Linked DNA regions of Mus musculus: regions 1 and 3 are each linked to region 2. The links are chromatin contacts, called in public HiChIP or PLAC-seq and promoter capture Hi-C maps. All regions are on one chromosome and are shown on one strand. The core of a region is the stretch at or near the end of the contact, and the rest is flanking DNA. Distances in the headings are between cores, read along the strand shown.

Evidence for each region. Promoter capture Hi-C pulls out the DNA fragments that hold promoters and counts their contacts. HiChIP or PLAC-seq counts read pairs in DNA pulled down with a chosen protein or histone mark.
Region 1: a contact with region 2 is called in a promoter capture Hi-C map of the 3T3-L1 cell line, with 12 times the contacts expected there. The contact joins the enhancer-like site here to the promoter of Plxna2 in region 2. A contact is called at or near these places in 5 of 39 promoter capture datasets (the 3T3-L1 cell line, cranial neural crest, hippocampal neurons and 1 more) and 6 of 115 datasets of contacts at active chromatin or transcription factors (SST interneurons, astrocytes, differentiating embryonic stem cells and 3 more).
Region 3: a contact with region 2 is called in an HNF4G HiChIP or PLAC-seq map of pancreatic cancer cells. The contact joins the enhancer-like site here to the promoter of Plxna2 in region 2. A contact is called at or near these places in 4 of 39 promoter capture datasets (the 3T3-L1 cell line, hippocampal neurons, liver and 1 more) and 14 of 115 datasets of contacts at active chromatin or transcription factors (the NIH/3T3 cell line, SST interneurons, VIP interneurons and 10 more).

The regions. Positions count from the first base shown.
Region 1 is chr1:193,524,634-193,529,119 of GRCm38.p6, reverse strand. No RefSeq gene overlaps it. Among named protein-coding and RNA genes, the nearest start is that of Mir205hg, 17 kb to the right of the region's middle. Within about 2 kb of position 2,114, at least 8 of the 459 cell types and tissues checked have an H3K27ac peak or open chromatin away from gene starts, as enhancers often do.
Region 2 is chr1:194,617,291-194,621,181 of GRCm38.p6, reverse strand. Plxna2 (plexin A2) reads right to left here and starts at 1,353. Exons shown (of 32, transcript NM_008882.2): 1 at 785-1,353.
Region 3 is chr1:193,421,878-193,426,061 of GRCm38.p6, reverse strand. No RefSeq gene overlaps it. Among named protein-coding and RNA genes, the nearest start is that of Camk1g, 54 kb to the right of the region's middle. Within about 2 kb of position 2,346, at least 44 of the 459 cell types and tissues checked have an H3K27ac peak or open chromatin away from gene starts, as enhancers often do. A contact at or near this core is called in pancreatic cancer cells, where this site is marked.

The sequences.
Region 1 (4,486 bases), core at 865-3,364, 1.1 Mb after region 2:
CTGTAGTGCATGTCAGGGTCTGCCTCCTCTATATGCTATTTTATTCCGCTATGTATGGATGGAATATTGTTTTCTCATTTCTCTACTTATAGGCATTAGAGTTGCTCCTGACTCCCAGCTTCAGTGTGGAATGCTACAGTGAGCAATCATATATGGTTATTCTTGACTACCTCTACAGTTTTATACCCAGCTAAAATATTTCTCCTTTTAACCTCTTCCAAATAGTCTTTATTCTACTACCTTAAGTCCTTGTTAGGTAAACCCTCTTCCTCTTCATAATAAGGAAACCTTTGAGTTATTTCCTTTTTCAGTCCAGGCATTAGAAGGTCTTTCAGTCTTTCTGTCAGTCCTCATACAATGTTTTCCACATAACCTCAGCAGCCTAATACATTTCTCTGGATAAACCTTATATTACATTAACTTTTGTGAAAACCACATACTATTGTTTTGTTCTCTGCTTCCAGTCCAGTGAGAAGCCCTTCACTTTTCAAAATTAACATCTGTAAAATAAGGGGTCTTCCCTATCTGTGGTTGTATAATTGATTTTAAGCTTCGGTGCAGTAAATTAACATTCATAGGTGCTAAATATCACCTTAATATTTGACTCAATCTTCTAGTCTAAAAAGATGGTGGTGGTGGTGATGTGTGTAGTTTATGTACATGTTTGCCTGTAGTTGTGTCGTCTATAGGTACACAAGCACAGGCATACAAAGGCTAGAACAGATGATAGCTGTCTTTCTTGACCCCTCTTCACCTTATTTTTAAGTCAGGCTATCTCACAGAACCAGGAGCTCATCATTTATTAGGCTAGACTGACCGGACAGTGAGCTTTAGGAATCTGCCCATCTCCTGAGGCCACCAACACTGGGATTACAGGAGCATGCCACTGCACCCAGCTTTTCTGTGAGTGCTAGAGATCCAAACTCAGATCCTCATGCATTTTACTGACTAAGACATCCTCTCGGGCCCTAGAGATTATTTCTAAGACTATATCCCATATAACTAAGTTTACAATAGTGAAGCTTAGAAATCATATCTATTACTATGTTTCTTCTAAGAAGTCCTCTGCAGTGTTGCACAGCAAGGCAACTGTGGTCTTAGCTACTGAGTTCATTGTGGAAACTGTCATCCAGCATATGGGGGTAGAAGAAACTGAATTGCTTGTTGCTATTTCATTAGTGGGGAGGGGGGCGTGTGTGTGTGTGTGTGTGTGTGTGTGTGTGTGTGTGTGTACGGTGAGGGAGGAGTGTCAGGACCTTGGTATTCTCATGTCTGAGTGGAGGAACAGGATAGTGCTAACCAGAGGCAGCACTGTCACTTGGACAGGAAATACTCTGCTGTACTTGGTACTTGGTACTCTAAGTACTTGGTACTCTAAGTGTCCAGCATTCAATGAAACGGTGCCCCTTAGTCTCGTCACTACAAAAATCCAAAACAACAGTATGTGCTCCTAGAAATCCTGAATGAGACCCACTAGGAGATCACCAATAATCTCCCCTTTTGTCCCTGGATTTCTTGATCTACAATTCCAGCAGACAGATGCTTTGAAATTTCTAATCATTAATAAGTTTTAGACAATAACGTGGTATGTTATTGGGGTTCATTTTCTCGATAAAATAAAGGCAGGCAGTTCGTTCAATTTCAGTAGGCATGAGATGTTTTTTATCCAATATTTTTTTAAAAATTAACAGGAGTAACAAATTGCAAATCAAGACCTCAAGAAAAACTGGTACATAATTAATCATTTAAGTCAATCAGATGAAGAGCTGAGATAAATAAAACATGTTGACAAATTATTATCAGAGCATCACAACAAAGCAAGCCAGCTGCAAAACCCATGCTTTTTACCTTTGTTTGAAAGTGTAAAAGCCTGACATGTCTCTTATGCTCTGCTGTGCCTTGAAATTCTCTTGCAGATCAAAAGACTTCACTCAAATCCAGAGAATTATCTCTCTGTGCAGAGCCATGTGTTTGCTTCTTTCAGAACAAATAACTTAGACCATCAACCCCGATTCTCCTAAGAAAGCTTATTTTCCTCATTACAACACTTTCCTGCCCTCTACTCCACAAACATCAGCCCCTTTCCTACCTTGCACCCCAACCCAGGCAAGCCAGAGCCAAGCAGCTTGCTTCCCTTCAGCAGAAATAGTATAGCTATTCAAGGTCTCTATGACCTCCTGTTCAGAAAATATTTTCTTCTCAAAGCAGAAGATACCCCCACAAAAGTATCTGACCCCTTCAAGGCTTGGCTTCTGAGCAAGTCTGGACAGCAAGGGACGGTTGTGAAATTAAATGAGGTCTCCTCTTCCCCACCCCCACTCTTGGTAGTGAGGAAAAAAAGGGGGGGTGGGGAGAGCTTTCTTGAAACAATGAACCATGGCAGGCTTCTTTTCCTCTCCAACAGGTCTAAGATGGAGCATCAGCAAAACATGTCATGTCATGTTCCGATGCCAGGATGCGAAGTGAAAGCATTTACACTGACTTTGCAGAGGGTGAAACCTGAGATGCCTGGTCTCTTATAGCTAGCTTTTGCCTTCCTTAGTGGTCTTTGGGGAAAGGGAAAAGATGCCAGGGATTTGGTGTCTACACAGGAAGGAGAGATGGAAAAGGAAACAGAGAGAGAAGGAGACAGAGACACAGAGAGACACAGAAAGAGACAGAGAGACTGAGACAGAGACAGAGATCTGCATAGTTAGATGGGGAAAAAATGGAAAGTTGAGCCCAAATATCAAATTCATTTTAAAATTAAATTTCTGCTAATTACCTGGCACAGCCATCCATTCCTGGTCAACTGTTTTCCAAAGAAATGGATCTAGGTATCTAATTGATATCTAAGTGTCTATTGGTACCTCGCATTAGACAAAGGCTTTATGTTTTCATAGATTTCTCTGCCATAAACAGAAGAAATGGAACTACCTATTCTTGGTTAAGGAAAAGGCCAGTAAAATGGGGAATATATTGTAGTTATTGGGATTCAAGGTAATGAAATCACCAGCAGGAGTTCTACAGCAAAGGCTATTTTAAAACAGCCCATATTGCCATCTTAGTGACTGAGTCTATGGGAGTCAACGTAGGTTCACAGTCTAAAGGAAGAGTAATCATAGTGGGTGGAAATTATTAGATTCAAGTCACATTAAAACACTAGAGTTGATAGGTTGTCATAACGATTGGCATATGGAAAGCAAAGCATCTAGAAGAATCACAGGTAACTGCTGAAGGCATGAGAGCTCAGTGGGATGTAAGAGATCAACTGTGAAGGGAAGATGAACTCAGTTACGTATAGGTTCGGTTTGAGTCCTGTGGAATACCCAGATAAAGATGATGAGACCCTCGGAGGAAAGAACCTTAGGCTTAAAACAAAGACACGGAATGAGGCTTTGACTCTGGGAAGCACTAGATATGGAAAGCTCCTCCAGAGGATATATGTGATGCAGTGGAGAAGTCTATATCCCTCCAGTCCCTCATAAGAGAATTCCCAAATCACACTCCCAAAGTGCTTCAGAATTGACCATCATCTTGGATATTCAAGAAAGACGCTGCATTAGTGAGGGACATCTTATCAAGTCACAAAAGGCCTCGGTTAGTCCATTACCTTTCAGTAATAGGTGTGCACACATGTTCACATGGGCACATACAAAATGTATATAGATGCCACGGTCAATCTCAGCTATCATTTATCCTCAGATGCCATTCGCTTTATTTTTTCAGACAGACTCTTTTACCAGGCTGAGTATCCCTGCTTAGACTAGGCTGGCTGGTCAGTGAGCCCCAGGGATCCTCCTGTTTCTACCTCTCCAGAACTGAAATTGTCAGCCTGCACCACCATGCAGGGAAGGACCTGAGCATGTTTAAGAGAACTCCAGGGCTTCGTCCCAACAGCTCCAAACTCCTCTCAAGCCTCCTCAGATTCCTCTCATCCAAACTAAAGTCCATGTGTCCACATAACCAGCAAACAGCATCTCCCTCAGTGCAGCCCAGCAGTGAAAGGCAAGAATTGGGCTGAGCAGGGGGAAGGAAGAAAAGAGGGCCAGTGTGCACTGCCAAACTAGGGCAGGTCTGAGGCTGTCCCTCTAGTTACAAACCTGCTTAAGTTCCAGATATTCAGATGTCAAATCAAGCCCACTCTTGGTGGTAAAACCTTCGACCACGTGTGGTATTCTAGCACTCAGGATGCTGAGGCAGGAAAACATTTTAAGTTTAAGATAGAAAGAAGGAAGGGAGGGAGGAGGGGGAAGAGAGAAAGGAGTGGGGTGGGAGAGAAGAGAAGAGGAAGGGGAAAAGGCAAAACAGAGAAAGTTGGTTAAAAATGTTTTAGGCTGAGGAAGATTTTAAATTTTGAAATGAGAAAATTAATAATAAATCAGAAGAAAATCCCCAAAGCCTGAATTTTAAATGGCTCCTTTCTTTATCAGTATAAATGCATGAAAAAATATAAATTTCCCTGAACATCCTCCCCCATAGCACAAACATGATTTTAGATTATCAG
Region 2 (3,891 bases), core at 104-2,603:
CAGGTGGGCATTTTTGAGGGCCCTAGGAATGACATTTTCAGCTTTTGACATACAGCTCAAGATGAACATTTACGAAGACTACCTATGAGTAAAAGAAACTGGAATTTTCTAAGATCCTATCACTTCGTGAGGTAGGGCAAAAAAGAGTACATGGAGGGAAATGAGCTTTAAGGAGCCTCTTGGACTCTGGACAAACTCCCACTTCAACCAGCACCACTGTTGCTCAAACCAAGGGGGCTGGCCCCAGCTGGGCACTATGCCATGGGGGATGGGGACAGGAACACTTAACTACAGTGCTTCCAAACCGTTCTCACAGATTCCCGGAACGCACGCAAAGGATGCCTTCTCCTTCCCGGTGATTCCCAGTCTACTGAACCACTGGAACAGCCAGCGGCCACCCGGGACTACACTGCCTGGTGAACGCCCCCCAACCGGCCTCCGGCCATAGTCGCTCCAGGCTATCTTGCTAGTGCCACGGAGGCCCTCTCTGGGCTCCAACCCTGGGACGACCTCGTCGCTCAGGCGCTCCCCAGAGCTGCAGACAGCCGGCAGGTGCGCGCTATAAGCGCGCCACGGAGCGCCGGAACCACCAGAGCCGCTGGAGTCTATGGCCCGGAAGCCTGGACAGGAGACTGCAGCTGCGAAAGTGGCGGATCACGCGCGTATACTCGCCGCCACAACCAAGCCGGGGCCGGGGCCGGGACCCCAAGGGGACCTGAGGAGGCTGCGCCGGAGGAACCGCCGCGGGAGCGCGCTCGGGGAAAGGGCGGAGGGCGCTGCTTACCCAGCTCGGCAGTGTCTGTCTGTCCCTGCGTCCCCTCTTCGTCCGCTCAACTGGCGGTTGCCCAGGGCAGCGTGCGCCCAGTCCTGCCTGACGGGAGTCACACTGGCAGCCAGTTCCACATGTAACCCAGGATCATTAAAATCCTCGGCCCGCGCCGGCCGCTTGCCTGTATTCCTGGGGTGGCCCCCGAATGGTTCCTCGCGTCTTCGTCCCAGTCGCTTGTGCGCAGGGACCCGGTTGTGAAGGGGCGTGGGGTCCCGCAGGGTCCCTCCGGGGCGGCTCAAAGCCGGGTGTCTTCAGTTTTCTCCAGCACGACTTTCCGGGCTGCTCTGACATCAGCGATCCCGCGCTTCCTTCCCTTCTGCTCCTGGCTTGCTCGGCCCTATTTCCTCCAGGAACCGCTGCCAGCTCTGTCTGCGACCGGGCCCATAAGCTCCCCGCGGCTCCACGGCTCACGGGTCCACCAGATCTGATCGCTCGTCTTCAGCTGAAGGATCCCAGCAGCTGCTCCAGCCGCCCCCACTCGGCTCTGCGCGGACAGTGCTGCGCGCAGCGCGGCTCAGCTCAGCTCCGGTGGCGGCGCCCTCAGCCGGCCTCCTATATTACCGCTCAGCTCATTATCATAGAGGCCGCGTTAACCCCCTCCCCGCCCACGCGCCCCGCCCGCGCAGACCGAATACCCTAGCTGGTCCACCCAAGAACCCGGCAGAGCTACGGCTCTGCAGGCGTTCTGCTCGCTCAGTTTGGACCACCAGACACTGTCAGTAGTCAAGGGCCCAGAAAGGTTGTACCAGGGTCTAGGGACTCATGTCTTGGGGCCTGGTAAGCCAGCTGGCTAGGCTTCGGGAGGGGATCAGAGTGATGAGAGCACCCCATCCCCTCGCGTGGCGTCACCTGTCACCAAGCAAAGCCTCCCCTCCTTTCTCTTCACCTGTGAGCTAGGGGTGAGTGTGGAGGGACATATATTACTGATGGGCTTGAGATGGGGTGTCGGATTTCGGAACAGCAAATTTCTCTACCCTACAAATTCTAGAAAGCCAACGAGCTGTCAAAAGAGGTTTGAAGTTGTTGATAATTATTTCTACATTTTAAAGAGGAGTCTGGCTTTGCATCTCCGGTTTCCTGTTCCATTGGAAAAGGAGGTAGGGGCTGACTCGGGTGGGTGCTGTGGAAACCATAGTACCAGGAGCGTTTGCATTATCCAGACCCGCGAGCCCGCCTCGTACTGGAGGCAGAGGGTAATGGCTAGAAGATTAAGACAACTTTAATATCCCCAGAAAAGAGGATTTTTCAGTCCTGGTTGCTTCCGCGCTCACGGGTCTTGATTCCTTGGTTCGTAGTCTGTGAATCTGCAACTGCGGCTACGGCTTTCCCGCGAGGGCCTGTGCAAGCTATACCCCTGCAAGGTCTCAGGGTCTTCGAATTCCCCGATGGAGATTGAACACACCGAGTTTACTCAACACATCAAAGTGTCTGACAAATGTCCCCTACTGCCCTCTTGTGGCCATACTCTTCACCGGTATAAAAAGAAAGAGGGATGTGGGATGCTTCTGAAAGCATATAAAAACAGTTGACTGAATTCTCAGTAGGAGAGAGAGAGAGAGAGAGAGAGAGAGAGAGAGAGAGAGAGAGAGAGGAAGAAGAAGAAGAAGAAGAAGAAAGAGGAGGAGGAGGAGAAGAGAAGAGAAGAGAAGAGAAGAGAAGAGAAGAGAAGAGAAGAGAAGAGAAGAGAAGAGAAGAGAAGATCACTTTCATCAACTATATTAGAGACACGGGATTTTGGGATGTAGAGTTGGCTGTTTGGTAGTTTGGTTGGTTTGGTTTTCTTCACTATGTATCTCTGGCTGTCCTGGAACTCCTTACTACAAACCATAGTGGCTAAGACCTCACAAAAATGTGCTTGCCTCTGCCTCCCAAGTGCTAGACTCAAAAATATATGCCACCACACTGGATACCTGGTCCAATTAGCTATTCTTAAAAACAAAACATGGTTACCTCATTTAAAAACTCTTAAATTAATCAATTCATTAATTGCCTAAAATTTGTTTCCGGTAAGTTTCACTAGCTGTTGCCAATTTTGTCCTTTGGAGCCACAAAGAATCTGAATTCTGTGATGCACACCTATCTTGTCCTTTGAATTTATGTAACATTTATTTTTGATAAAATGCCCAGTGATTCTCACATTTATTCTTCCTCTATTATTGTTTATGTCTGCATGTGAGTGTGTCTTCCCTCTTTACACAAATGATCGTTATTCTTTATTTCTGAGTACGCTGGATTGAAGGCACAATTTGTTAAGGAAGATAAAGGGAAGGTGCTATCAGATTCTGTTACACTTTTGCCATGTTTTTAATGAGAGGAACAACAGTCTAGCCAGCTTCCCCTGAGACCATCCTTAGTAGAGCAAGGTAAGTGATAAAGCTCTCTGTTGAATATAGGGCCTTTAATTCTAAATCAAGTGCTGTATGACTATGTGTGTGTTGTGTCTTATCTCTTGCCTCTTCTCAGTGCCTCAATTTAATCTCATTTTTGAGATGATTACAATACAATTTAAATAATTTCAGTTACACATCCCCACCCCTGTGATCTAGAAATAAACCCTTAAATGAAGAATGGGGGGTACATTAAATGAAAGTGACTCCTCCACATATACCCATCCTGTTCTTTTCTCCCCACACTTGCCCTGCCTGTCATGAATAAAGGAAGAGAGAGGGAGAGTGTGGGAGAAAGAACACCTACAGACAGATCACACTGCAGGCTGGGTGACATGATGCCACCCTACTCCCACATTGCCACTGAGCATCATCTGAAAATGGAGCCAGTTAAGGATGTGACTTCAGAAGCCTAATCTATGAGGTACCTGGAAGCAGCACCCTTGTCTTTCCTAGGTGACCCCAACTTTCCCATTTCTAAGATGAGATTCTAACTTGAAATCTCCAGGAACCTGGTAGGTTAAAACCAGATGTGGAGGTATTTGAAGAATTGATAGTATCCTTAAAATGGAAAGCTGTTGATATGAATCTTATTAGTTGTTGTGTGACAAAACTTTTCATAGGTAGATGCAACACACATCTACTCACTCCAGCTAGGGATCTCTTGACAATCCA
Region 3 (4,184 bases), core at 1,097-3,596, 1.2 Mb after region 2:
AAAAAATCCAAAATCTCATAGACGTTTAGCTATGAGTTCCTGTAAATAAATAAATAAATAAATAATAAAAATAAATCAAAATTAAGTTAGATACTTCCTTACTTCAAAAGGGAAGAACCAGGGCACATTCATAATCCGAACAAAGCAAAACCAAATTCCAACTTCATAATAATTCAAGGTCCAACCAATGTCTGGGATCCACTCATGAACGTCTGGGCTCCTCCAAAGGTTGGGTCACTTCTCCAGCTTCTCCCTTTGCAGCACACACAGCTGCTTTTCTAGGCTTTTGCTGGCTCACTCCACTGCTGCTGCTGTCCTTGATGGTCATCCCATAGCGCTGGCATCTCTACAACGCTGGAGTCCTCTGTTGTAACTGGGCTGCACATTCACCAATAGTCTCTCATAGGCTCTCTTCTTGGTGTCAAGTCTCAACTTCTCTATATTGACCCCTTAAATCCCATGCCTTCAACTGCTTCTGAGGCTGCAGCTTCTCCAGTGGACTCTCCTGGCCTCTCACAGTGCCAAGCTTCAGCTGTTCTTCATGATCCCTTCATGATTTTAAAACTAGTGCCACCTTAACTACCAAGTTTGGCTGCCAGCACGATGTGCAACCTTAGCTGACTCTGGAATACATCTTCTGTCTGCTCCCAGGAAACACTTCCCAGAAGATTTTAATTCAGTGATACTGGTTTCTTGTTAATTACCACCAATTTCTCAGCTTCAGCTGACCAGCCTCAAGTATCCCAGGAAAGCAAAGGTTTCACTTTAGTAGTTCTGGTATTTCGTTCTTCAGCCTCAGTAACCAGGGCAATATCCCTTTCAGTATCAGCTCCTGAGTCCTTACGGTGGTTGAGGGAAACTACAGAGAAAGAAGTTGGGTCTCAGGACTAAGAAATTTCCTGGAGAGATGGGGAGCAGAGGCCGGGAAGCCTGGGCTTGAAAGTCTGACATTCTGAGAGAAAGCCTGTGGTGGTTTGGATGAGAAGTGTCCCCCAAATGCCGAGGAATTTGATCATTGTGTCCCCAGTTGGCGGTGATGTTTGGATAGGCTAGAGGTGTGGCTTTGCTGGAGATAGGCTTTGAGAGTTTGCTTCTTCTGCTTTCTGTTTGTGGTTGAGGATGTAAGTGCTCAGCTCCCTGTTTAGGCTGCCCTGCCTGCCTGCCTGCCTGCCTGCCTGCCTGCCTGCCTGCCTGCTTGCTGTCACGCTTTCCTGCCATGATGAACTCTTAAAATTCCTCTGGAATTTTAAGCCAAAATAAACTCCTTCTATAAGTCGGTTTTAGACCTGGTGTTTATTGCAGCAACACAAAAGTAACAAATACCAAGTCACACAAGGTCCTGATTATTTGTTCTGATGTTTTTTTTGTGGGTTTCTTTTTGTTTTGTTATTTCACAGTTACTGGCATTTTTGCCTGAATGTATGTATATGAATCATGTGCATGCCTAGAACCCAGGAAGGCCACCCAGGGTGTCAGACCTCTTGGATCTGGAACTACAGATGGCTGTGAGTCCCCATGTCAGTGCTGGGAATCAAACTTGGGTTCTTTGCAATAACAGCCAGTGCTCTTAACTCTGAGCCATCTCCCTATCCCAGGGGTCCTGCGTTTAAGGTTATCGTGAGAGAAACTCATGAAAGGATTAACTGTACAAAAGGAACAAGCCATGTCTCCATTTATTCAGAGCCCCCACACCTTGGAGTTGTTCCCAGTCCCTTGTCTGGAAATCCTGCTTTGTTCTGTCCCCAAAAGTGCCTGAAAATCTTGTTCCCGGCAATCTGATGATCACAGGCATCAAAAGACACCCATTTTGCCGTGGCAGCCTCCCAGTCTGGGCTGAGAAAGAGCCCGCTGCATTCCTGCTGCTCCTGGTCAGATCCTGTCTTCAGAACCAGAGACATTCAGTGCCCATCTCCCACCAAGCAACAGCAAGGGCACTTCTCCCCTGACCCCGCTCCTGTGCCACCTTCTCCTCCCGGCCTCCCTGCCCATCGCTAATACTCCAGACGGGCTGGAAGGAAGGCCTCGGGCAAATATTGGCTCTTGAAAGGTTAATAATTTACAAATGAACTACAGCTGATAAGAAGTCTGGGCTTCCGCTGCCAGGATACAGGGGGACGTGATATGCATGCAGTTGGCTTCCCACAGTGGAAACAAAGCACAAGGAGGCAGGAGACCCCTTTATAAAAGCCTCGGATGGTTAAGCCTCATGTAACAGTGGGAGCTGTGAGATAGGGGATTTGGTCAAACCACAGCAAAAATGTGCGGTAGAGGCAGCCCCCTCTGTACAAGTCTATGCTGCCTCAGTACAGTCCACACTTCAAGCCAGGAAGCACATGCATTTTCTTTATTCAACTGCACACACCTGCCCTTCACCTCCTCTACCTCCCACACGGCTCCTCTCTGGAGATACAGGCGCTCCTATAAAGGCAGGTGCTTCTATTGGCTCTTCCACGGGGGATGGGGGGACAAACAAAGGTCATTTCATAAGCCATTTGGGAATACATGGGACTTCAGAAGGGCTCTAAAAATGCAGGGACAGCCTGCACATTTGGGAGCCTGGAAGAGACCACAATGAATGGACTGAAGAAGTGACTGCAAAGAGAGGAGGAAATGAGAAAGAGGGGGAGGACTGTTTGCATGAGGGATCACCATAGTGAGATCCAGGAGGAAAGGTGAGGCCCAGGCAGAAATGGCTGACAGATGGGAGCCTGAGGGACCATCTATTGCCGGGCACCTATCCATTGTACAGACCGACACACATGAAGACATGTTCAAAAGAGAGGACATTTAATCATTTCAGGGATTTTTCTCTTGTACAGGATAGAGCCTCCTCTCATGAATCTCTGCTAAGAGGTCCCCCATGAGCCAGCAGGATGGTGATGCCTGCCTCGTCCTATGCTGACCTCACCCTACAGCCCAGTACAGAGCCCATCCCAGGTCAGAGCCCAGCCCAGCACAGAGCCCAGCCCAGCACAGAAGCCAGCCCAGCACAGAGCCCAGCCCAGTACAGAACCCAGCCCAGCACAGAGCCCAGCCCAGCACAGAAGCCAGAGCAGCAGAGGCTAGCCCAGTACAGAGCCCAGCCCAGCACAGAGGCCAGAGCAGCAGAGGCTAGCCCAGTACAGAGCCCAGCCCAGTACAGAGGCCAGAGCAGCAGAGGCATGCTTACAAATCACCTATATGATCATGTCTTCACATCTCTTCCTGTTGCTGTGATAAAAACACCCTGACCAAAGCAGTTTAAGGGACAGAGAGCTTATTTTTATCCTTGGTTTTTCATCCCTGCTCATCTTGGTAGGGAAGCCGCAGCAGCAGTAGCAGCAGCAGCAGCAGCAGAAGCAGAAGCAGAAGCAGCAGAAGCAGGTGCTTGAGGGAATTGTGCATCTTGCATCCTCAGTCAGGAAGCAGTTAAAGGCAAAACATAGTACTCAGATCCCTTTCTCCATGTGAATAGTCCAGGATCCTACCCAGTCCCCTTTCTCCATGTGGACAGTCCTGGGTCTCGGCCCAGGGAATGATGTCACCCAAAGTAGGTGGGCTGTTCCACCTCAATTAGTTCATTCAGGATAACCCACAGACAGACATGTCCAGAGCCCCAAATCCCAGGTGATTCTAGATTCTGTAATATTGATGATCAATACTAACCATCAGGCTCACACTATACACACATCCATGCAGACACATGTGCACAGATGCAAACACATCCACAGACCTAAGACCATCTAGAGGGGAACCAGAGACCATATCAAAGACTTGCAGAACAGGTAAGATCCAAGGCTGTGGGTTCTAGTGCAAAGTCCTTGAGCCCTGTGCTCCCTATTCTGAAATGTTCTTCTTGATCACAACCACATACTTCCCATGTTTGCCCATTCATCTTCCCAGAGGTTCCTGGCCAGCGGAGCTGCCCTCCCTGTGTCCTGGGTAGCTGCTGTCCCTGGCCAGAGGGGTCTCAGCAGCTGTGTTGCTGAGGAGAGTTCCCTGGTTACAGCTACTCAGATCAGAGGCTGTGCTTCCTACATACAGCAAGATGTATGACATCACATTTTCTATAAGGTGAAGGTTTGTCCAGAAAAGCAAAGACTCAGGGACAGGAAGCCACACAGTCAGGGAGCTCTGAAGGAAGGGCCCAGGTTCTGTGATAGACCCTGCAAAATTCTGTGTACAGGCTGCTTAAATCTAGATTA